Regions from separate parts of the Sus scrofa genome. Here all the other regions are linked to region 6. A link is a contact called in public Hi-C and HiChIP or PLAC-seq data. All regions are on one chromosome and are shown on one strand. Each heading gives the region's core, a stretch centred on a gene start, on an enhancer-like site or on the middle of the called end of the contact. The rest is flanking DNA. Distances are from core to core; before and after follow the strand shown. Region 1 has its middle 90 kb from the start of IRS2. Region 2 has its middle 290 kb from the start of IRS2. Region 3 has its middle 230 kb from the start of IRS2. Region 4 has its middle 150 kb from the start of IRS2. Region 5 has its middle 270 kb from the start of IRS2. Region 6 has its middle 160 kb from the start of COL4A2.

What was found. Hi-C and Micro-C count contacts between places; a contact is called where the count stands out from the background. HiChIP or PLAC-seq counts read pairs in DNA pulled down with a chosen protein or histone mark.
Region 1: an H3K27ac HiChIP or PLAC-seq map of skeletal muscle shows a contact between it and region 6, with 6 times the contacts expected there. The contact joins two enhancer-like sites. A contact is called at or near these places in 3 of 47 Hi-C or Micro-C datasets (fetal heart ventricle, liver and skeletal muscle) and 2 of 2 datasets of contacts at active chromatin or transcription factors (alveolar macrophages and skeletal muscle).
Region 2: a Hi-C map of liver shows a contact between it and region 6, with 3 times the contacts expected there. The contact joins two enhancer-like sites. A contact is called at or near these places in 4 of 47 Hi-C or Micro-C datasets (embryonic fibroblasts, liver and skeletal muscle) and 1 of 2 datasets of contacts at active chromatin or transcription factors (skeletal muscle).
Region 3: a contact with region 6 is called in a Hi-C map of liver, with 2.7 times the contacts expected there. The contact joins two enhancer-like sites. A contact is called at or near these places in 1 of 5 promoter capture datasets (liver) and 3 of 47 Hi-C or Micro-C datasets (liver and skeletal muscle).
Region 4: a Hi-C map of liver shows a contact between it and region 6, with 6 times the contacts expected there. The contact joins two enhancer-like sites. A contact is called at or near these places in 3 of 47 Hi-C or Micro-C datasets (epiblast stem cells and liver).
Region 5: a Hi-C map of liver shows a contact between it and region 6, with 4 times the contacts expected there. The contact joins two enhancer-like sites. A contact is called at or near these places in 3 of 47 Hi-C or Micro-C datasets (liver and skeletal muscle).

Annotation. Positions count from the first base shown.
Region 1 is chr11:76,562,801-76,566,577 of Sscrofa11.1, forward strand. No RefSeq gene overlaps it. Among named protein-coding and RNA genes, the nearest start is that of IRS2, 90 kb to the right of the region's middle. Within about 2 kb of position 1,416, at least 20 of the 83 cell types and tissues checked have an H3K27ac peak or open chromatin away from gene starts, as enhancers often do. A contact at or near this core is called in skeletal muscle, where this site is marked.
Region 2 is chr11:76,362,234-76,366,593 of Sscrofa11.1, forward strand. No RefSeq gene overlaps it. Among named protein-coding and RNA genes, the nearest start is that of IRS2, 290 kb to the right of the region's middle. Within about 2 kb of position 1,673, at least 1 of the 83 cell types and tissues checked has an H3K27ac peak or open chromatin away from gene starts, as enhancers often do. A contact at or near this core is called in liver, where this site is marked.
Region 3 is chr11:76,423,619-76,427,674 of Sscrofa11.1, forward strand. No RefSeq gene overlaps it. Among named protein-coding and RNA genes, the nearest start is that of IRS2, 230 kb to the right of the region's middle. Within about 2 kb of position 2,478, at least 7 of the 83 cell types and tissues checked have an H3K27ac peak or open chromatin away from gene starts, as enhancers often do. A contact at or near this core is called in liver, where this site is marked.
Region 4 is chr11:76,497,827-76,501,750 of Sscrofa11.1, forward strand. No RefSeq gene overlaps it. Among named protein-coding and RNA genes, the nearest start is that of IRS2, 150 kb to the right of the region's middle. Within about 2 kb of position 1,420, at least 5 of the 83 cell types and tissues checked have an H3K27ac peak or open chromatin away from gene starts, as enhancers often do. A contact at or near this core is called in liver, where this site is marked.
Region 5 is chr11:76,380,916-76,384,820 of Sscrofa11.1, forward strand. No RefSeq gene overlaps it. Among named protein-coding and RNA genes, the nearest start is that of IRS2, 270 kb to the right of the region's middle. Within about 2 kb of position 2,461, at least 9 of the 83 cell types and tissues checked have an H3K27ac peak or open chromatin away from gene starts, as enhancers often do. A contact at or near this core is called in liver, where this site is marked.
Region 6 is chr11:76,830,556-76,834,405 of Sscrofa11.1, forward strand. No RefSeq gene overlaps it. Among named protein-coding and RNA genes, the nearest start is that of COL4A2, 160 kb to the right of the region's middle. Within about 2 kb of position 2,381, at least 24 of the 83 cell types and tissues checked have an H3K27ac peak or open chromatin away from gene starts, as enhancers often do. A contact at or near this core is called in liver and skeletal muscle, where this site is marked.

The sequences.
Region 1 (3,777 bases), core at 166-2,665, 270 kb before region 6:
AGAGAGTATAATCAGTGCCCCCGCGGGAGGGGACACCCGAGGACCGGGGGTTAACCGAGGCAGTGCCTGTGACCCATCAGCTAGGCTCCCTGTGGCTGTCGTTTCACACACGGGAGAGTATGGAATCCATACGTTTTACAGCCGAAGCTAATAGAACATCATATATCCTTTACATCTCCATGGAAAATTAAAACAGAACCAGCGTGGCTACGGTCGCTCTGCTCTGTCATCATCACAGTCAACCTGGGAAAGGGACTAGTGCGTGCTGGCTCCCACAGCTGGGCCCCCAGGGCAACCACGCGGGGGGCTGGCCCGGGGTCACGGCCTGTGATCAGAGGGCTGGACACCCCACTGTCTCGTTCCAGAGCTGCTCTCTCAGCCCGCCCTCCGTGGAGTCGCAGGCCCCTGTGAAGGGGGGCGTCCACTTTGTCGGGGCAGAACTCACTAGAAAAAGGCCCCTTTTCAAGCAGCCAGCCTGAGTTTGGGAGCAGCATTCCGGGGTCCCTCCTTCATTGCCTGGCCTTCTAGTCAATCCTCTCCGCTCCTCCTGGAAGAAGACCCCTCCCCCTTTCCCCACCCCCACGGCCCCGCTGTGCTTTGAGTGACTCCCTGGAATCTTCGTATTCGAGAGCAGGTCAAGTCTTGTCTTGCAGCTGGGACCTGGCACCCACTACGCTCAGCACAAGGGGCCAGGGTCCCGCGCTGGACATCCTTGCTCTGGTCACATAGAGACGGCATCCAGCTGGACACAGATCCCCGGCATCCGGCAGGACCATCTCAGTGGCTGCCCCAAAGGGGCATGAGGGGGCACTCCCAGGGGTGTGGAGGCGGGCGCGGCACCCGGAGCCCCAGGGCTGACCTGTTGCTGTAACCAGCTGGGCCGGTGGGGTCTGAATGGGGTGTTGCTGCTGTGCCCCCTCCCTCCCCAGGAGTGAGAAATCCCCTCCAGGAACCTGAGCCGGCAGCTGGGGTCTGAGGAAGGGAGGGTCTGGGCACAGACCCCAGGGTGGCTGAGCTGCCCCTCCACAGGCACCCATGATGCTGCAAAGGGCAGGGGGCCCACCCAGGGCTCCCAGGAGCCCCCCTTTGGGTTTCTTCAAAGGACAAGCTCGGGTTTTCCCATCAGCATCCCAGAGGCTCTCCTGCCTTTTGGCCACGTCCTGGGTGAGAGTCCCTGCCCATCTCGACCTGGCTGTAAAGCCTACTGATTAAAGTCTCCAAGTTCAAATTCAGCCCCGCCCCCCTGCTCCGAATAATGCAACGGACTTAAAAGGAGAACACGGTTCTTTTCTGGGCTCAGTACCAAATCCACTCCAGCGTGACTGGAGTGGATTTCACACCCAGAGCATCCAAGGGCTCCTGCCCCAGGTCGCTGGCCCACGTGCGGCTCGCTCCCTAACCTTCCTGGCCGTGCATCTGGCCCTGTTTCAAAGGGCACCTCTCCCCCTCCCTCCCGTGGAAGCTGAGATCTGTGTGGGAAGCCTCGCACCGAGGACTGCTTTTCATTCTCCGTTCTTCAGGGCGCCGCAGCCACAACAAGAACCTCCTGACGGCGGCGGTGGGGTCGAGGGCGGGGGCGGAGCGCCCAGCCTCCGGGCTCCTGCGGGCTCAGCTTTGTTTCACGGGCAGCGCGGCCGCCGTCGAATCCATTTGGCCCCATTTAGGGACTAAGTACAGGAAGGTAGTTATTGTACAAGATTAGTTTCCTGTAGGCCATAAATTGGCAGTAGCAGAAAAATACAGGATGAATTTATTAGCGTGCAAGGTCAGCTCAAAGGAAGGCCAGGCTGCCGAGGGAGCGTGCTGTGGGCTTGCTTTTAACCCACCTCCCAAACTCAGCCAGGCTGAAAAAGACCCTTTAACTACTTAATTACTTCTTAATAGTTTTAAGCAAATTCAAAAGACTGTGCCTGTTGCTAAGGGCCTGGAGGTCCGAGCTGGCAGGAATTTGTCAGGAATTCCTGTTTGGACTGGAGTTTCTGAAACCTGCTTAGAAGCCCCCAGGAAACCTGCCTAGGGCTCTCCCCCTGCTGAGAGCCCACAGCAAGCCACGGCCTTGTGAGACGGCTTTTGGGGGGTTTTCTTTTGTTGGGTTTTTTCTGGGTTGTTTCGGGGGGGTTATTTTTGTTTTGGGGGGCTTTTGTTTTTCGTGGGTTTTTTTCTTTTTTTTTCTTTTCTTTTGTTTTTTTGCCTTGTTGACTAGGTATTTACTTTGACCCCAGAATTCTATATTTGGGAACAAAAAGCAGCTTCTAACAGCAAAAAACAAACAAAACAATCAAGTTGAAAATACAATTGTTTCCAAGCAGAGATTCAACAGTGTGATACATGCCCTGCAGATAAGGGCTATAAAGGAACCTCGGGAGAAACCGTTTCGCGTGGACACTGCCTGGAGCTCAGATGCCGCGGCGGCAAGGTGGGCGGTGCTCCTGATAAAGACGTAGGTACCTTCGAGAGTGCTCCCGGCCACCTGAGGCGTCCCCGTGTTAGAAACACAATCCTCCCTTTTCCTTTTGATATTTTTCCAAAGGGCTTAAAGCTGTCAGGCAAAATTAGCCCCACTGGTATGAGATGAAGTGTTTGGAGCCGCGTTTGCTAGCGCGTTGGCAGGAAAGGTTGTAATTCAAATTTGAATGAGCCCCGAGACCTGCGGTGGGTTATGGGAGACCATTTCTCCTCCTCTTCGAGGCCCTGCCCCCACTCCCCACCCCTGCCTGTCCCCAGGGGAGCCTCTGCCTGACTCCAAGGGGGGGCGGCGGGGGAAGGGGGGGCAGGCAGGCTGGATCGCCCTCCTCCGCCTTAGCTGGCAGATCACAGCCCTGTCGATTCTTCTGCTCTGTAGCAAAAAGGCGGGATGATGAACCCATCACTGCATAGCGAGGGCCCAGGCCACATTCACCAAGGGGGGGTGTGTGTGTGTGTGTGCAGGTTCCTGGGCTTTGCTGCCCGCTGTCCCCTGCTGGTGGCCGCAGCCTTGGGGTCGGCTGTCACAAGCCCCTGGGCCGCCTGCCTGAAGTAGAGAGCAGGGTCCAGAGCCAGGTCCGGTTCTGAGGTTCAGATGGGCTCCTGGTTCCTGCCGGTCCCGGGCGTGTCGGTGCTTTCGTGCATCCGCGTGTCCCAGCCGGGCCGCCTCCATGCCCACGTCCGACCACGCGTCTCACCCGGTAGGTCTTCAGCAGACATTCGAGATCTGCTCGGTGACACGCAGCCCGGAGCCGGGAAGGGTCACAGCGCAGGCGCCAAACCGGGCTCCTCCGAGGCCACCTGCTCCTCCCCCTAGGGGCGGGGCCTGCACTGTCCCTACCGCCGAGGATGTGCGGAAGGTTTGGACAGCAGCAACTTGGCTGGGCTTTCTGTCCGCCCCCTTCCCCAGGAGACCAGGGTCTGGGGCGGCGAGTTCAAGCCCCAGCCCCCAGCCGTAGCTGTCTGACATCAGCTGCAGTCTCGGGGTCGAGCCAGACCAGACCTCCTGTGACCTTCCTCCAGCCAGTTATCACAAAACAAACCCGCATGTTGAGGGTAGAGTTCAAATCCTGAACCGTGCCAGCCAGGGCCCTCGAAAGGCCCCTTGGGGCCAAGCGCCGCTGGGCGGCTTCTCCACTAACCCAGCAGCAGGGCGCGTCTCCACCCAGCCGGGGGTCCGCGGTCCCCAACCCGAGATGGTGGCTGTTCTGACGCATGTCTTGGCCAGTCTTCTAGCCTCAATCCAACAACTGTGTAGACCTTGTAAAACCAGGGACCCAATTCTCTGGACTCTGCCCTGGACAGACAACTCAT
Region 2 (4,360 bases), core at 423-2,922, 470 kb before region 6:
GAGGCTGGAAGTCCAGGACCAAGCTGCTGGCAGGTCCAGGTCCCGGTCAGGGCCCACCGCCTGGATTAGAGCTGCCGTTCTTCTCTCTGTGTCCCCACGTGGCAGAAGGGGCACTCCGGTTCCCCTTCCTCGTCTGATAAGAGCACTAATCCCACGGCAGGGGCCCCACCCTCAGGGCCTCACGGAGACCTAGTCACCCCTCAAAGGCCTCACCTCCTAATAGCTTGTCCTGGGGGGTCACAGCTTCAGCATACCAACCTCAGGACACGACACACAGTTCAGGTTGTCACACGGGCCCGACTTTCACACGTGTCTTTGTTCAGTCATTCTTAGCCTTTCACTGTCCTCAAAGCAGGGTTTCTCAGCTGGGGCCCTCTGGGCCTTTGAGGGCATTTGGCTCTTTGTTCCGGGGACTGTCCTGTGCACCATGGGCTTTTAGCAGCATCCCTGGCCTATACCTATCAGTGCCCATCAGTAGCAAATCTCCCCTGTTTATTGTGACAATCAAAAGTCTTATATTTGTCAGACTTCCCCCGGGAGCAAAATGCACCCTTTGCTGAGAACTTTCCCTCTAATGCATCAACTAGCAATTCCACGGTCCTTATAACTATTAGGGCTCCCTGGAACCTCTAAAACACCTCAGGTGATGCATCTCCCTGGGAACTCCATCCCACCACCACCCCAGCCCAGAGGACCTGCAGAGGAAGCCTGAGCCGCAGCCTGCAGCCGGGGGTGGTCTGTGCCCAGGCGCCCTGAGTGGGGGCTCTCGCAGCTGGCAGACCCTCCTACTCAGGCTGCCTTGGCCGCAGCTCTGACAGCTCAAGGTCCCCAGGAAGCAGACTCGAAGATACACTTTTGCATACAGAAGGCTCCCGGGGGAGATGGGCTGGGAACGGCAGCCACTGGGGAGCCAGGAAGGAGCCTGTGTGCAGGCGGCTTTGAACTGGGCGGCAGCTGCAGCTGAGGTGCCTGATCTCAGGAGGGGGCTCGGAGCCAGGATGGTGCTTGGTGGCTGGAATGAAGGTGACAGGGCTGAGTGTCATAGGACTGCCTTGACCAGTCACTGGACGGAAGTGCAACGGACAGATGTCCCCTCCCAAGTTCATCTGTTGAAATCCTGACCCCCAATAGGGTCCAATTAGAAAGTGAGTCCTTGGGGGATGATTAAGTCATGAAGGTGGGGCCCCCCATGAATAGAACGAGTGCCCTGATAAAAGGGCCCCAGGGGGTCCCTCAAAGTCTTTATGCCATGTGAGGGCACAACGGGAAGTTGGCAGTGGGCCTGGCAGAGGGCTCTCAGCAGAAACCCACCGGGCGCTCACCTTGACCTCAGACCTCAGGCCCTGTCATGCTGTCCTCCTGACCTCAGACGTCCAGCCTCCAGAAATGTGAGAATTAAACCTTTGTTGTTCACACTCCGAATCTGGGCATTGCGTGAGAGCCGCCAAAGTGGACTGAGACAGGAGCTGCTTCAGGGAGGGGCTCAAATCCAGCCAAGGCGGCTCCTGGAAGGACTCCCCCCCCCCCCCCCCCCCCCGCCCAGAGCAGCTCCCAGGACCAAGGACAAAGCTCCCAGTCCTGTGGCGTCATCCCTGCAGCTCTACCTGCACCGGTGCCACCAGTGAAGACACACCTCTCTCCTGACCCTCCCTCCGGCCTTCGTCCTCACCGCCTCCAACTGCGGCCAGCAGGGCCGTGTCCTCAGCCGCCAGCAGGATCCCCAGGCCTTGGCCAAACCCATTCCGGTTTGTGGCTGGACCAATGAACGGCATCGGCTTTTCTGCTGTTTTTTTTTCCAAGCAAAATAAAACAACTCCTTACATGTTTACAGAGGTGAATTACGAACGATGGAACACATGTTTTCTCCTTCTGTAAGGTCTCTCCTGAGCTTCGAAGCCACATTTGGCTCTTTTCCTTTCTAGACGAGGCTCCCTCTGTGCACTTCTGCCACGTCGCTGCGGGGACCGGCCACGTGGGAAGGGCTCCTCTCTCCGCTCGTGCGCTTCCAGGGCATCTTGGGACAGATGCCGTTGGCACCATATGCCGGAGGCAATTGTGCATTGAACTTAAAAGTACAGCAGGAACACACTGTCTAATTAATTAGCATTTAAAGGCTCTCTGAAGAAGAAATCAGTGGGCAGGCGATGTGATAAAAGAACATACCAGTGATTGAGCTGCAGGTGGGGGAAACTTAAAATGTTATCACGGGCCCCCTGTTCACATCCTGGGCGCAGTGCTCAGCACAGCCTTGGCCTCTGGGACCTCACGAGCAGGTGCTGGCTGTCGGCCCGATTTCCAGGCCAGGCTGGAAACCCTCAGGTGCTCAAAGCCAGCCTTGAAGAGTGTGGTGTTTTTGAATAAGCCCATTGGCCCGTTTTCTCTTCTGGAACACTCTTTTTTTTTTTTTTTTTTGTCTTTTTGTTGTTGTTGTTGTTGCTATTTCCTGGGCCGCTCCCGCGGCATATGGAGGTTCCCAGGCTAGGGGTTGAATCGGAGCTGTAGCCACCGGCCTACGCCAGAGCCACAGCAACGCGGGATCCGAGCTGCGTCTGCAACCTACACCACAGCTCACGGCAACGCCGGATCGTTAACCCACTGAGCAAGGGCAGGGACCGAACCCGCAACCTCATGGTTCCTAGTCGGATTCGTTAACCACTGCGCCACGACGGGAACTCCTGGAACACTCTTCTTGAAAGAAAATGGACACGTTTTGATAATGAGCTTCCTGTGCCGGGGGAATGACACCGGGAGAAAGGCCCTGGGCACGGTCACAGCTCACGAGTGTCACCGTCTCCGTGCTTCCCACGCGGTGCTGTCTTCCTGAGTTTCTTCTCATCAGAGCAAGTCCACCACGGGGGTGGGTAAGGAAAAGCCTGAGTGGCTGCCACGTCTCCAAGTGCCCGCAAAGCGCACGTCCGCCCTGGATCCTGGGCCCTGCCGCAGGGAGCCAGCCACCCTCCACCTGCATCTAGTTGTCTTGCACCCACAGCTTTGGGGGTTCACCGTGTGGGCCATTGAGAGCAGTGCCTCGGGCCCCAGGGACCATGCTCCACGGTTTCTTCCCCGGGACCAGCTGAGTGACGTTGCTGAGCCTCCAGCTCTGAAAAGGCACATGAAAATGGTTGCTTATTCTCTCCCCTTCCAGGCCCGGGGCGATAAGAACTCACCCCCCCTCTCCCCTCCCATGGAAATACCTGTAGAAACGGCCATTGGCAGGACCTTGGGAGGCTCTGTAACGTCCCATTCCCATCGCATGTGCCTGACGGCAGACGTGCTCATGGAAAAACACAAAGGAAGGCTCGGAGAGCTTCCCGGTGGCAGCGTCCACCTCCTGTGTACCCACGGGAAGCAGAATATCAGGCTGATTATTCTGTTAATGCGATAAGAGAAGTAAAACCAAATTCCCCTTTTTCTTTTCTTTCTTTTTCTTTCTTTCTTTTTCTTTCTTTTTTTGTCTTTTTAGGGCCACATCCCTGGCATATGGAGGTTCTCAGGCTAGGGGTCAATTTGGAGCTGCAGCAGCTGCCGACCTACACCACACTCGCAGCAACGCCGGATGCTTAACCCACTGGGCAAAGGCCAGGGATTGAACCCACACCCTCGTGGATCCCAGTCAGGTTCATTTCTGCTGAGCCACGATGGGAACTCCACCAAGAGTTTAGATAAAGGTACCCAAGACGTGGTCGCCAACTGAATGTCCATCCACAGGGGAATGGATGAGACCCATGCGGTGCTTATATACAATGGAGTATTATTCGGCCATAAAAAATGAAATGATGCCATTCGCAGCAACATGGACGGACCTAGAGATTCTCACACTAAGTGAAATAAGTCAGAGAAAGACAAATCTCGTATGATTTCATTTATGTATGGAATCTAAAAAAATGATACAAATGAACTTCACAAAACAGAAATAGATCCCCAGACATAGAAAAAAAAAAAGGACTGTTACGGAAAGGGAAGCAGGAGAAGGATAAACGGGGAGTCTGAGATGGACACACACACACACTATGCAGAAAACAGATCACCAACAGAATGCTGATGTCTAGCACAGGGACTATGCTTAATATCTTACAATAATCTATTAGGGAAAGGATCCGAAAAGCAACACATACGACACGTGCACATATATGTACGTACATGTAACAATGATTTCCTGTACACCGGAAACGAACACAACATTGTAAATCAACTTTACTTCAATTTTGGAAAAAAACAAGGACTAAAAAAGATAGGACTAATATATAGGCATGAAAATAGGGACACTGCCTCAGGGGCTCTAAGGGCCGTTTTAATAAAATAAAAAGAACACTCGTATTTAACTGCCCACCTTGAGCAAACGGCTGGGAGCCTTTGGAAA
Region 3 (4,056 bases), core at 1,228-3,727, 410 kb before region 6:
CCCGGTGAGACCAGAACAGTGAAAAGGCGAATGATGCCTTAGTATGGTTTTGAGAGTGGGTTTGTACCCTAAAAGGATGCTGGGCATTTCATCACCAGGAGTTAGTAGTGCCTCCCACAGAGATGGAATTATTTTAAGGACCTGCTGAAGTGAGAAACACCAAAGTCTAATTCACTGGTCTTTAGCATCGACTCTGACATTTGATAAGGAAACCGTGGCTCAACCGTCTAGTAAGTTCTTCAAAGCCAACAAAGACCAAAGTTTTCTATTTTTCGTTGCCTTCTTGGGCTCTTCTCATTCTAGGTTTGCTCCTCAGCTTAATACCCCTCGTGGTTACAAGGTCATGAAGCCAAGGGTCACAAGCATGATTTTAATGGTCCTTTACTCTCTCCAGGGCTTTTTTAAAGGGCAAAGGGATATTTCCCAAATCTGTTCTTTGACCTCACCGACCACAGTTGGACCACACACCCCTGTTTAAACTCAGTTCTACGATGAGGAATGGGCCCCCCGGACTGGCTTAATTTAAGCAAGAACCCCCAAGAGTGGAGACGGAACCCACTCTGCCCCAATTAATGACTCTGTCCCTTCTACGGAGAGCTAGCCGTGGCTAAGAGGCAGCGACGCACAGCTTGTGCCACAGGGATTCAGGAAGTGTAAAGCGTGACACCAGCAAGGAGTGCACAACTGGAAGCGCATGGTAAATGCCTTGCAAATAAGGACTTTTCATCAACACACCAACCCTTCTTCTAGACGGTTTAAAGATTGTTTCCTGCACACTGAGATCACACAGCCTCCAACAGAATTTAGTCCTATTCCAAGTGTTAGTTTGGGAATAGTTGATGCAAACTATTGCATTTGGAGTGGATAAGCAACGAGGTCCTGCTGTACAGCACAGGGAACTATAACCAATCACTCATGATGGAACATGGAGAAAAAAATGAGAAAAAGAAAGTGTATATAAATGTAACTGGATTACTTTGCTGAACAGCAGAAATTGACAGAACATTGTAAATCAATTATAATGTTTCAATTTAAAAAAAAATTCATAAGAGGAGTTAGGAAAGTGCCAGGTCCTTCTTCCCACATCTAATTTTTTCAGCATCCACCAAAGGCACTCTTTCAGCTAGAAGGCAGAGCTGCAGATAAAGAAAGCTCAGTTTGGGCTGGCTTATTTATTTTTCTATTCTGCTTATTTTTTAATTTATGCTTGAGTTTATGTTGGCGTTTTAAAATATGTTTCTAAAATTCTGTAGTTTTTTATTATGTTTAATTTAAGCCAAAAGGTATTCCCCTCCTGCTAGGCATTCTATGGGAAAATGCAATTTCAACCTCAGAAAGCAGCGGTAAATACAGGAGACCCCTGACTTGGGATGGTTCAGCTTATGGGTTTTTGACTTTACCATGGTGCTAAAACAACATACAGTCAGTAGAAACCATACTTTGAATTTTGAATTTTGATTTTTCCGGGGTTAGAGATGTGCAGTGACAATCCCATCTTGCGAAGCTGGGCGGGGGCAGAAGGAGCAGCTGCCAGTCTGCCAACCATCAGGAGGGCAAACAGCCCAAGATTTACAACCATTCTGTTTTTCTCCTTCGGTACATTATACAATAAATTGCATAATGTATTCAACACTTTAAAATACCTTTCTGGGAGTTCCTGTCGTGTCTTGGCAGAAACGAGTCTGACTAGTATTCATGAGGACACAGGTTCGATGCAGTGGGTTAAGGTTCTGGTGTTGCTGTGGCTGTGGTGTAGGACCCCTAGCCTGGGAATCTCCACATGCCAGAGGTGCGGCCCTAAAAAGATGATTTTGCCCCACTTGAGGCTAAGGTAAGTGTGGTGAGCATGCGTAAGGCAGGCTAGGCTAAGCTTCTGCAGGTTCAGTGAGTTGGGTACATTAAAAGGTTTTTCAATTTACAGTCTTTTCAGTGCATGATGCTTTGAACAGGACACAAGCCCGCTGTAAGCCGAGGAAGATGTGCACTTCTGGAGGCTTGTTAGCATTTTACTGCAGACGTAGTTCTTCTTTCTGACCCATTCAGAGCAGGTGCACGGTCTCCACTTAAAACACAGGAAGACATCCCAGGATTGTCACGGGATGGTCGCGGAGGAGCCTTTATCCGATCAACGCGAATGCCCCAAAGTAAGACGTAGGAAGCTGAAAAACACCCCTCCGGGCCCCCCACCAATAATTCCATGAGAAAATCCTACTTCTTTTCTGAGTCATCGATCACAAAAAATGATTTTCCAGTGCTCAAAATGTGTATAACACAGCGAACATTTCTTTACTGAAAAAAAAAAAAATAGGGCAAGAAACTCAGTTTAGGCTAAAAATAGCAACTTACATGCCAAAGTACATGCATGACTGTTTACTTACAACGAATCTTTAACAGACACCGCAGTGGTCAGAGCCCCGCCTCACCTTCCTGAAGTCAACAAAACCCAGGCCATCCACGTCCTCCAATCACTGGATGCTTCCATCAGCCTCCAGGCAGAGAATCTGGGCTGGGGCAGAGCAAAGGTTCTTAAGTCACGCAGAGCAGATGGGGGTTTACGCAAACAATTCAAGGAGCGCTAGGAAGCGGCCAGAAATTAAACAATGTTTGTGCTGATGGTGCCAACAATCACCAGGAAAATACAGTGTTAGGTGCTGCATCACACCATCCTGGGAAAAAATCTCCCATGAAATCTTCCAGTAGTTGAAAATGAAACTTTATGGTCCTGGTTTAATTTTTTGATAAGAAGTAATTACCATAATCTGGGACGTTTTGGTGGGTCTGGTTTTTTTTTTTTTTTTTTTGAAATATACTTGACATACAATATTTTTTACATGTTTCCGATGTGGCTCCGCGGTTATCGAAGCTGACTAGCACCCATGAAGACGCAGGGGTGTGGAGCGCCCATGCATCTAAACGTGGATAAATGCAACACGCTTCTGCACCCCCGGCCTGTGGGTTTCTGGCCGGGAGGCCTGAGCCGTGGGCTCGCAGAGGGCACAGGCGGGAAGCAGCCCGCACACAAGTGGAGGGAGTGTCTGTCTCTGCTCACACTGCTTGTCCACTGCCAGAGACGGCGGTGGGGGCCTGGACAGCCAGCACGTGAGCCTGCAAAGGAGTCTCCTCTGGTCACGGCCCCTGAGGCCCCGGCTCTTCCTTGAAGTTTCCCGCAGAAGGAGGCTCATTGTGGACCCTTGTTTTTCTTCCATGAAGCCGATCTTCTCCAGCTCGAGGACAGTCCGCCGTGGCTGGCGAGGGTCTGTGGTGGACACTTTCCAGTTCTTCCAGGCAGAGGGGGTTGAGGATGAAGATGCGGCTGCAGAGGGCGCCCCCTGGGGGTACAGCTCAGGGGTAGAGCGTGTGACGGAACAAGCTGACGTCAGCCCGGCCCTCGAAGATCCTGCGCATCCTCTCGCGATGTAGGCAGAAGTCAGGGTCACCGCGACGGCGTGCCCTAACCTGATGATTCAGGTGGAGACGGCATTGACTCCACGGATGGCATCCGAGGGCTCGTGGCCGCCCTGCAGGCGTTTGGGGCCACTGTCAGGCTCTCTGCCTTTGCAGACTTTCACCGCAGGGTCGCCCTTCCTGCTCACAGCATCCCTAAGCCACGTGCTGACAAAAGCCACATGCCTCCAGCTGACTTTCCAGCATCCCTTTCCAAAAGCCTCAGAATCAACTTCATTGTATTTGCTTTTCCCCCTCAGAAAACTAAGTAGACTGCAGCGCACCCCCCCTTTCTCCTTTTTAGGGCCACACCTGTGGCATAGGGAAGTTTCCAGGCTAGGGGTGGAATCAGAGCTGTAACCGCTGGCCTACCCCACTGCCACAGCAACACCAGATCCTTAACCCACTGAGCAAGGCTGGGGATGGAACCTGCATGCTCATGGATACTAGTCAGGTTCTTAACCCCTGAGCCACAGTGGGAACTCCTGCATTTCTTTGCATTTATTTGAAATTAAGATTCAGTCTCTCATTTGTTTTACTGCTTTCTTTTTTGAGAGGAAAAAAGCGATACATGCACTTGTACATGTTTTCAGAAAAAAAAAAAAAAAAAGA
Region 4 (3,924 bases), core at 170-2,669, 330 kb before region 6:
ATGGAAACCCCCCAGCCTCCCCTGGGAGCTGGCGGGTGTCTCCCGCTAAGGCCGTCTAATAAAGGAAAGGAAAAACGGTCTTTTGCTTCCTCCAGGCCTCATGCATAAAGACCACGTGTGTTTCTACCAGAGTTCCATGGAAATTTCACGACCGCCACCCACTGGAGGCCTTAAATAACGAAGAGCTTTGCAGAAGATTCCCGCCCCCCCCCCCGCCCAATCAGAATACTGATCACGAAACAGGACCAGTAATCTTGCTTTAATGGCATGGAGAGTATAATCCGCTGCATTTGGTAGAGATGCTAAATCAAAAAAGGCAATAAAATGTGTTCCCCTATCAATCAAATATGCTTCTTTGTGTCCTTATTCTGTAAAACAGTAAGCTCGGCTCCCTGAAGAAGACCCCGGGAGGAAGGGAGGCCTGTGCTCCTTTCGCCAGCACCCCGCAGCCTGCATCCTGTGCAGCTGCCGAACAAACAGGTCTACGTGTGAAAAACCTGTTCCCTACACCATGAGATGGCATCGCGGTGTTTTCTGATGTAAGACAATTTGCGGCGCAGAAACACGCTTAGGGGAGACTGGGGGGCGGTAGAAGAAGGCGTCCTAACGTGGAGAATAAATGAAAGAGCTGGGTGCTCAGGCCCAGCTTCCTGGCCATCCTTTCAACCCTGTATTTCAGTCAGAAAGCTTTCCTTGTAAAACCAATTTAAAAAGTCAATACTCATTAAACATGCAGAGGCCTTCATGGGCTTCCTGCTTTGTGTTTTATTCCAGATCAGGCGGTCTGCGTTTTGTCTGTCTGTCTGTCTGTCTGCTGCATGTACAGGGAAAGGGGGAATGCTGGGAGCCCTCACACTGAATTCCCAAGCCCAGATGGGTTTCCTGTCTCTCCCATCGGGGCTCCAGGACACCAAAAGCGAACCTGCTCTTGCTTCTCTGGCAAACTCACCCAGACGCCAGTCTTGGCCGATTCCAGAGCCTTCAGGCTGCCCAGGCCGGCCTTCCCAGGATGCAAGTTTCTGGACATCTGCCAGCACACACTGGCAGGGGCCGGCCCTGCGGGGTCTCTCCTGCGCCTTCCACGTCCACAGACTTCAGTTTGCCTCCTCCCAACCTTGACAGCTGACAAGGGCCCAGGATGTGTCCCACGCTCTTTCTCGAGGTTCCACAGCCTCTGTGGATTCAGAGCTTGGCCTTTTTTAAGAGCATGTCCTGAGGGGGCCCGCAGTGACCTCGCCCTGGCCAGGGCGCCCTGGGTACAGCATATGCCTTCTTGGTATTTGGCCTCCAAAGTCACTCATTCATTACACAGAGTTTATCTGCGTGCATATCCGGCAACAATACTCTTAAATAAATACTCTGCGAGGCATTTTACTCCCTGGCTGTTTGCTTGGCATTTCCATGATCTCAGTGGAGCACGGAAAGGGAGGCGACAGAGGCTTGGCAAACAGTAATTTGCCACCATCTACGCACAAGGGGACAACCGTGAGCCTGGTGCTTTGTTTTAACAGGGAGACACGTCATTGACTTGACGCAGTACATCTGTGTGCCGACCAGAATCGCCTTGAAAATTCCACTTGCCAAAGCCTGCCAGCTCACCTCTGTTTGGAGAGGACAGAGACCAAGTGGCTCGGGAGCGAGGGGACCTGGTTCCGCCCTGCAGTCCGACCCTCGCAGCCTCAGACCCAGGCCAGGTGTTGGGATTCTGTGAGTCTCAGGGGCCTCCCGCTGTCCAGGGATCCTGAAAGATCCCCCACCTGCTTCTCAGAATTGTTTGGTCTTTAAAATGAGCCAAAGTCTGAAAATCCGAGAGTAGAAACGCAGAGACACGCAGGCGCGGCCTGCTTGTAGCAAGATCACCCCCACATCACGAGCACGAGCTCCAGCAGCACCCTCCATGCTTCACTGTTATTAGTCGATTTTTTACACCTTATGAGATTCGATTTCTTTAGAAAGGTCAGGACGTGCGCACGCCCGCACAGCCAGAAATCTGTTTCAGACGCACCCGCGTTTGTCAGCGAGACCTTTCCTGCCCGCTTCACCTGGCTCTTCCTCCCACTTTCCCTTTTCCATTAGCTGCGAACACAGATCTCTCCTGCACAAATAAGCACAGGTTCCAGTGAAGACCTGCCAACAGGAAGAAGATGGGCGATTTCGCAAGGTTCACTGCGTTTGTTCCAACTGAAGCCGAGCCGACTTCATTCATACACCCTAAGAAAGCATCGCTGCGTTTTATGAGAACAGCCGGAGGCAGGCAACCCGAGAAGGGGACGGGGCGTTCCCCCCGGGCCACCCAGGGCTGGGGAGGGAAGCTACTGTTTACTTACAGACAGTGGGGAACATCCACGATTCAGATCCGGAATCTTTTCATAATGGCCCATGGGCCAGGCAGGTTGAAGAAAGTCATATATCAGGCAGCAATGTGCTTTTCAAGATCCAAAGAGTCCAGGCCGCATTCATGGGTCTTCGCCAGGGCTGGTTCCGGTCCATTTTCTGGGATGTGAAGACCTCTCCAAGGAGATAAAACTCCAAAGCCTCGGCTGATTTAAGAGTTGCCAGACCCTGGTCACACGACCTGTCTCGCTGTAATTGTTAGAATGTTCCTAGGACCTCCCCGCCCCAGCAGCTTGGCCTAGTCCTTCCCGCCCCCACCAGGAAAGGTGTGTGGCCCACTCCTCATCCGGCCCCTATGGGGCAGCATACACTCCCAACCAGCCAGCAAGTGTACCCGAAGACCCCGTTCTCTCCCAGCCAACCAACAGGTCAGCAGGTGGGTGCCTAGACCTCTCCGCACACGCCTTTGTCTCTGGGCGGTACAAGCAGACACGACCATGTGCCCGGGGTCACTGCTTCCTGATGAGCAGGAAGTCGGCCCGCTGTGTTAACAGCGTCTCTCGCCTCAATAAACTTGTCTTTTCTTCACCTTGCTTAGGACCTGCGAAATTCTTTTCCTGCCTGTAGGCAGAGACCCCAACACACGTCTCCTCACACACCTGGGCACGCCTGGTGCAGAGAGGGAGGTCCTTTGAATACCAGCTTTCGACCTGGGCTGTCAATGGCCCTGTGATCCCTGATAGGCCGAGATTCAGGTCCATCATCCTTCTCTCCTTCCAAACATTCTTGGCGCTCACCTTTTGAGAATTCTCATCAGAGGGTGCAGCCCCTTGACTATCCTGGGTGGATGAAATCATCAGATTTTAAGGGAGCGTTTAATTTTGGAAACGATAAAAATGTTGATGCCCACTTATTCCATGTGACCAGTTCTGAAACCAAATAATATCGCTTATGGCACAAAAGGAAGGATTGTTAGAAGGAAAAGGGCTTTGTCTTGGGAATAATCAGAACATGTCTCCAAAGAGAGGTGTGTTTCTGTGAGGGCAGCATCTCAGAGAAATTGGTAGCATCTCAAAGTGACTCTCCTGATGGGCCAGCCATTGAGTTCCCTCACTCTGTCGTGGTCACATGGTTCATTTGGCAGCAGCGGTGATCCTTTTTATGGTAGTTATCTATGACATAGCACCTCCATCTGCCCCCTCCCTGCCCTAACCACGTTCACAATATTCATAGAATCTGGAGGAGATGCCAGAAGAGAGAGGGAAACAAATTCATATCCAGGTGGAGCAATTGCTTCCACAGCCCTGGTGGGAGAAACTTCAAGGCTCCTGAGACCTTGCAAAGAAGGAACAACAGCCTAGGATATGGAAGCAACCAAAATGTCCATGGACAGAGGAATGGGTAAAGAAGACCTGTACATCTACACAATGGAATACTACGCAGCCATAAAAAAGAACAAAAGAATACCATTTATAACAATGTGCATGGACCCAGAGATTAGCACACTAAGTGAAGTAAGTCAAAGACAACTATCACAGGATATCACTCCTACATGAAATCTAAAAAAAAAAAAATAATAATAATACAAAT
Region 5 (3,905 bases), core at 1,211-3,710, 450 kb before region 6:
ACACGGAAGGCACAACTTGGCTGGCTTTTACCCTCTTTCTCCAATCCTGTATTTTCTCCTATGGTGATAGCAGATGACGGCGTTGTATTTTGAATTTGTGCTCTTTTCTTTCTCTAAATTGATTATCCTTAGAAACAGCATTAAGTAGCTTTGAAGGTATGATTTCTGTAGCAGCCAAAGAAGCCATCATAATTTAAAACTTCAAGTACTGGTCATTTCTACGCTTTTATGACAATAGCACTGTGAAAAACACCCTTCTAAATAACTCTGTTTCAAGATGACTTATGATAAATTACTGTTAATTTTAAAAAATTCATGTATTCAGACCCTAATAAGATCGCAAGTTCTTTTGCTGGGAACTCTGTCATATACTGCAACCATATTATATAATATGTATCGTAAAAAATCATTGACAAGCTGAGGTCTACAATTGGTGCTTCCCAGGAAGTTGCATCTCGATAATAACTTGGACATTAGAAAATTAGGATTTCTTTTAGAGAGTCTATCCATAAAATAAGCATATAGCCAAGCAGAGATAGAAAATCAGTTTAAAGAAACAGATCCGTTCTCATGCCTACAAAAGCTAACTTCAGAACGGTGTGAGGAGGACGGTAGGGAAGGATAGTGCTGTAAACACAGACAAAATTATAGTAACTGACACAAAAGAAGGCTTTGATTATCCATTGTTTAGGGAGTAGAGCTTCATTCACATACTTCAAAGCATTCTTTTCCCATGGGCAAACCTATCTCATTTAAAGATTTAATGCCTATATGTCTCAAACTCATACAAAAAACTGATGAGATAGGAACTCTTTTAAACTCATTTCACAAGGCCAGCATGACCCCAATACCAAAGATGGATAAGAACACCACAAGAAAACTATCGACTGCTATCGCTGATGAACATAGATGCAAAAATTCTCAGCAAAATATTAGCTAAGCAAATCCAACAGCACATTCAAAGGGATATATACACCATGACCACATGGGTTTTATCCCTGTCATGCAAGGATGGCTCGACCTATGAAAATCAATAAGTGTGATAGACCTCATTAACAGAATAAAAGGTAAAAATCATAAGATCACATAAATGGATGCAGAAAAAGCATTGGACAAAACAGTAACATCCTTTCATAATAAAAACCCCCATCAAATTGGCTGTAGAAGAAACGTACCTCACATAGTAAAGGCTGTATGTGGCAAGCCCACAGCTAGTATCATGAAATATGAGATTGAAATCTTCCCCTCAAAGATTAGTGATAAGACCTCGCCCACTCTCACTGCTTGTATCCAACATAGTAACAGAAGGCCTGGCCAGAGAAATTAGGCAAGACAAAGAAATGAAAGGCCGAGTTCCCATCATGGCTTGGCAGAAACAAATCTGACTGTCATCCATGAGGACACAGGTTCAATCCCCGGCCTCACTCAGTGGGTTAAGGATCTGGCGTTGCTGTGAGGTGTGGTGTACGTCACAGATAAACCTGGGATCCCACATTGCTATGGCTCTGGTGTAGGCCGACAGCTGCAACTCCAATTCAACCCCTAGCCTGGGAACCTCCATATGCCATGCGTGCAGCCGTAAAAAGACAAAAAATTTTTTTTTTTTTTTTTAAGAAATAAAAGGCATACAAAGTGGGGGAAAATGAGATAAAATTGTTATCAGCAGATGATAGGATTTTCTATATAGAAAATCCTAAAGACCCAACCAAAAAACTGTTGAAACTACTCAATGAATTCAGTGAAGGTGCAGGATATAGTGAACATGCGGAAATCAGGTGCATTTCTACACTTTAACAAGGAAATATCAGAAAAAGAAATAAAATTACTTTCTCTCCGTAGTTGGATGGATGCATAAGGAGCCTCAGGCAGTAACTACTAGATTCTTTTCTCCTTCTGGATCTTCCAGCCTATTCCTGATGTGATTTGGTCCCCAGGGGAGAAGAAATTTGGCAGTTCTGACGCTCAGGCTCCTGGACCTTATGAAGTTATTTCTCACAGAGATTAGGCGACAACACAGAGTCACTCCATGAGTAATGATTTTGTGGGCAGTACCGATTTGCCAGACTCTGGGTCACACCTTGGGGGTATAAGGAGGAGACAAATAGACCTTCCCCTTGGGGAGTTGACTGTCTTAGGGGAAGCAGCGGGGGGCACAGTCCACTTGAGCACAGTGTGAGGTTTCCTCTGACCAGGTTACCAGGTTAAGCCAGTCCAGGGGCGGTGGGAAGCCATGGGAGGCCCCTGGAGAGCAGAGGCGGGGTCATCAGAGTTCCCATCGTGAGAACAAATCTGGATGAAAACGCGGTGAGTGTAACCGAGAAGGTAAGCAGTGACGTTGGTGGCAGGGATGGAAATGAGGCACAAGTGGCTTCTGCTTAAGGAAACATGTACAAGTCACTTCATGCTCAGGAAGCTGCAAATCACCCCGAGGGGCTGGCACACAGACCGTGACGTTACAGTCCATGGGGAGAGGAGGCTGAGCACAGGGCCAGGAGCCCTCACTGCCAGGCCGAGGAGCGGACTGCAGGGCTTATAAAATAAAATAAAATAAGACTTGACCATCTCTTCCTTAAATGTCTCTGTAATTTATTACGTGCCTGCACTACTCCGTGTAAATACACACGCTGTGCTACAAGCGGAAATTAGGAAACGGGGCCCTGGCTGCCAGGTCCCTTGGCTAGAGTCACAGCGGCAGGAGCTTCAGAGCGGGCGCCCAGCCCCAGTGTCCCTGACCCTGGGGTCCTCCTGTTGCACAGTCTTGTCCCGCAAGGGACCGGACGTGGGCGTGGGGGGGGCCCTGCGTGTGACCAGTGCTGCTTCTGGCTGGGGATGACCTCAGGCAAATCAACAAAGGTGACACTGGCTTCAGGGCCACCCTCTGCTAGAGACAGTTGGGAAGATTCTGCTAGGTCTAAAGCGCTCTGTTTTTAATGACCCAGTTTTAGCTCCAGGCTCCAGCAGATGTGTAGTTTAAGCAAGCCTCAGATGAAAGTGCTTAGGTCAAAGCCATGGCTAAAAGCAGCAGTCGGCCACGTCTGGCGAAGAGAGGCTTCGGCAGAAATGTCCTGAAGAGCATTTCGTGGCAGCAGAGAGTGATCTGGACACTCGTTAAATGAAAACGGCAGCCCGACAAATGGCTAAGCTGCATATCGGGTGTTATATTTTATACACAAACACAGACGGTAATGTATGAATGGAAGGAAAAACACTGGAAGAGTGAAGGCTGGGTCAGAACACAAACCGTGGGCGTTCCTGCTGTGGTGCAGTGGGTTCAGAAGTTCAGAATCTGACGGCTGCAGATCAGGGCTCTGCAGAGACGCAGGTTTGTTCCCGGACCACCTGCTGTAGTGGGTTAAAAGATCCCTCTTCCTCTCTCCCCGCCCCCTCCCCCTCTTCCTCTCCCGTCCCCCTCCCTCCTTCCCTCCCCCCTTCCCCCCCTCCCTCCCCCCACCCCTTCCAGTGCAACAGGCCACATCTACCTGCTGGAGTGCATTTTCTCTTCTCATGAGGTTAATGTTCTAAACGAACAAATGTGTTACATCAATGCAATCAATACACTCTGAGTCTCATGACCGTCAGAGTTATGGAAATGTATTTCGTACCTCGTCCCTGTTCAGCTTAAAATCAATAAAAATCCATTATCTAATATTTCAACTGCTACACACCAGAGAAACAGTTAGAAATAAATCTCTCTAAAGGAAAAATTAAACTGTCTTACACGATTACAAATTATTGACATTTACTTCTTATCATATCATACCTGGTGGGAAATTATTGGTAATTAAGTGTAGAATAGATCAGCCTCAAAGGAAAAGAAATGTTGAATTGTCAGATTAAGACATTCTGTATGCATTACTGACTGTTTCACTGAATCTTAAGATTTTAAGAGACACACACTGGTTCAA
Region 6 (3,850 bases), core at 1,131-3,630:
CACCTGCCTGAAGATGCTGAGTCGAGGCTGTGCGTGGAGCGGTGGCCCTGAGGAGAGGACTGAGGACGGCAGCCGAGAAGAGCAGCCTCGGTCCAGGATGCAGAGCTCACAGTGCAGCTGGGGCTCGCGTGAGGCAGCGCCTCCATCGGGAGGGAGCCTGGACCACGTGGGCTCGACCTCGCCCTCGCCCGTTGATGAGGCTCCATCCTGAGGACCACACGTGCCTCCGCGAGGCCACGCTGACTCAGAGGAACGTTACGGGCGCAAAAGGGCTGGGCTGGATGGCTGGCCACACGCTCAGAACCTAAAGGCCAGGGCTGCGCTGGGATCTGGGCTTCCAGAGGCGGGCAGCGCCCCGAGGGAGGAGGCAGAGTCGCCCCGCCCACATGCCTTCGGGGTCCTTCTCCTCCTGCAGGGCCGCCAGCCCCCCAAGTGTCTCTGAGAGTCTGGGGCTGAGCTGGACCCTAATCAGATGCCAGGCCTGGGCAGTGGAGGGCAGCTGGGGAGTTGCAGCTGCGCCAGCGGGGGCTGCCAGGGGCTCAGCAGTGTCCTCGGGACCCCAGGGCGCTGGGCAGTGTTATTGAACAAAAGCCTTGTTCAGGAAAGTCTCAACCACAATCCACAGTGACACACGATCTCTGGACCTGGCGGCCTGTCCCCCAGAAAGGGGTGCCCAGAGTCCAAACCTGCTTCCGGTGGGCGTGACCTTCTGTGGAAATAGGGTCTTTGCAGATGTCACCAGGTTCAGCTGAGGTCACCCTGGATTTGAGAGGACTCTGAGCCAGTGACTGGAAGCCTTATAAGGAGAGTCACGTGGACACAGACATGGGGAGAGGACCTCGTGAGGGACAGCGGCTGGAGCGATGCCACTGCCGGCGGAGGAGAGCCAAGGTCGCCCCCGCCCCCAGCGGCTGGAAGGGTCTGGACATCCGCCCATAGCTCCTTCCCGGGGCCCCCTGCCCTGTGCACCCCTGATCTCAGGCTCCTCCCTCCAGAACTCGCTTCAAGGCCCGGTTGGGAGCCGTGGGTTTCGGCGGCCACAGGAAACGGAGACAGGGGTAGAAACTGCACCTTCCTAACGAAGACAGAGAGAGGCCTAGAGGAGCCGTCGCTCTGCACAGGGCGGCCCCGCCAGCCGGACCCCAGGCCTCTCTCCCAGCGCTGGGCCGGGACCCTTCCAACTGCCGTAAGACAGCCCAGATCCACCAGGGCTTCACTCGCCTCTCCACCTCCAGGCTGGCGCCCGGCCTGCAGCCAGGGTCACTGGATCACAGGACGGGCAGCCCTCCGATAGGCTCCTGCGTCACCATGCCTTCTGCGCATGTTGCCAGCATGTGCAGGTTCAAGGCTGGTGCCAGGTGCTCTGATTGAGTTGTTGGCATCTCTGGCACCTGTGACTCTGTGGATGCCGGAGGGTCACCGAAGAGGGCACCCCAACCCCCGCGAACACAGGGACAAGGCTGGGGGTGGGGCAGCCGCCTCTAATCCCCAGCTGGCGGGTGGCCCAGGACAGGCAGCACCTGTCAGCGCCCTGCGTGGCTTTGACAGGCTGGAGCCCTTGGCCCGGGGATCGCCCAGGAAGCAGGACACTGCCCTGTCACTTAATCTGCCCGCAGTCATTCACGAGACTGCGCCAACCCTTAGCACTGACCCAAGGCCAAGGGCAGCCCAGAGTCACCACCCCACTGACCTTCAGAGCAGGAGTGCAAGCCACTAAGGGGGGTGGGCAGCCGCAGGGGGGATGGGCGGCCGCAGAATATGTGGGACCTGTGAGTTTGTGACGCTGAACCCGGACCGTAGGCTCGGAGGCTGGGGGTCGGGGCGGGGTCTGCGCAGCCGGGGCTCCTCCGCCGGCCCCTCGCTGTGTCCTCACGTGGGGAAGGGGCGGGGAGGGCTGCAAGAGCCACAAGAGTCGGAATCCGACCAGGGAGGAGGGGGAGGGGCCGCGACCCTCACCCACCCAGTCCTAACCTCCTCCCAGAGGCCCCGCCTCCAAACCCGGTCACCCAGGGTAAGGATTTCAACTCGGGAATTGCCAGAAGCCTTCAGGTTCTCACAGTGTGTGTGTGTGTGTGTGTACACGTGTGTGTCCTTGTGTGCATGTGTGTGACTGTGCGTGCATATATGTGTGTACGTGCATTTGTGTTTGTGTGCAGGTGTGGGTGTGTATGCCTTGTGTGGCTGTGCATGTGTACGTGTGTGTGTGAGCGCGTGGCCCGGCCGGCAGTGGGTGGAAGGACGCGGGCAGAGGCCTGGGCAGCCAGGCGGCAGTGGGTGACCTGGCCTCGCCTCCGCAGAGCCACCGCTGTCCTGGGAAAGGGCCCAGGTTTGGCGGGGACCGTGTCCTGCTGGGCGGAGTGTGCTGCCACCTGGTGGCCGTCCTGGGGAAGGACGGCCTCCTGGGGACTCGGCCGCAGATGCCCCAGGGTCAGGTGACTCTGGGCTCAGACAAGGAAGGACGCAGGGCCCAGCCCTGGAAGCCCCGTCTGTGCCGTTTCTCCGCAAACCAGCGGTCCTCAGCCCACCGCCGCGACTGAGGCCTTGCCAGGTCAGGGCGTCACAGGGCGAGGACCGAGGGGCATCTCCCCAGGTGCCCCCATGAGGCTTCCTGGAGACCAGGCCTCCTCCAGAAAGCTTGCGGGTGCTCAGAACCGAGCACGTTCTGTCAGTGAAACTTCCTGGCGTTGTTTTGTCTGACGCTGCCGTGTGGCCTCCTCACGCCCCACAGACTCGCCTTGGAAACTGCTGGAGCCTTTATGGGCTGAGGAGGCACACTGAGCAGCTTCCCCACCCGCTGGGTCCCCGCGGGGTCAGGGCTCGGCCTGAGAGACAAGCTCACCGACCTCCGGCGTCACTCATCCACTTTCTGTTTTGCTCCCATTCCCGGAAAACTGCATTGCATCCTTTTTTAAAATAGAATGAATTCTGAAAGCAGGCTCCTCCCTGCCTCCTCGGAGAGCGCTTCCAGCATCAGCGGATGGCTTGTTATTATCATCCTTCGTTTCAGAACAGTCTTTTCAGGCTGTGTTTTTCCTTGTGCGCTGCAGGACGGGGTCTAGGAAATCACGTGCCTACAAATGGGGGGCGGGTCCCAACCTGAAACAAGCCCATTGCTGAGGGAGTCTGACTCCCAGCGGGGGCTCGTGGCCTCCTGGAGCACCTCCCGGCTGCTCAGCTCCGTCCTGCTCACAGGCCAGCCCCCACCCTTCCTTCTTGCCTGGAAGTGACAGTGGACCCCAGCCCTGTCCACAGACGGACGAGGCCATGGGCCACCCGAGGAAGGCTGCCAGGCCCGCCCCCACCTTCTCTTTCCAAGCAGAGCCAGCTCCGATGCCACGGCTCCTGCCAGCCCCTCTCCCTAACTGCTGCCCTTTCAGCCAACGAGTGTCCCCAGCCCTTAGCACTGACCCTGGGGGCATGTCTTCCGATGTCATTCAGCTCACGAGGTAACAGACCCAGGGAAGGGAAGAGTCACGAGGCACTGGGACCCTTCAGACAGATGGGAAATGCGGCGAGAAAGGGGCCCTGGTCCACCCAAGGCCTTCTCAGGACAGCCTCAAAGAGAGAATCGACACACCCCAAAAAGGCAAGGAGGAAGCGGGGGCTTGGGAGGAGAGCAAATAAAACAGCCAGACCCTCTTTGCATCCTTTTCAAAGTTACCATCTAAAGCTGTGGGGTCTGGGCTGTCACGTGAACAGATGAGAGGGTAGGACCTGCCACAAGGGCCAGAAGTGGGGGCCAGTGTGTCTCTGTCTACGGCCCCTCCCTCTCCTGCTGTCCCCACCACTCCTCTCTGCCCTCTTCAATGAAAGTGGAGCTTGTGGGAGTTCCCATTGCAGCTTGGTGGGT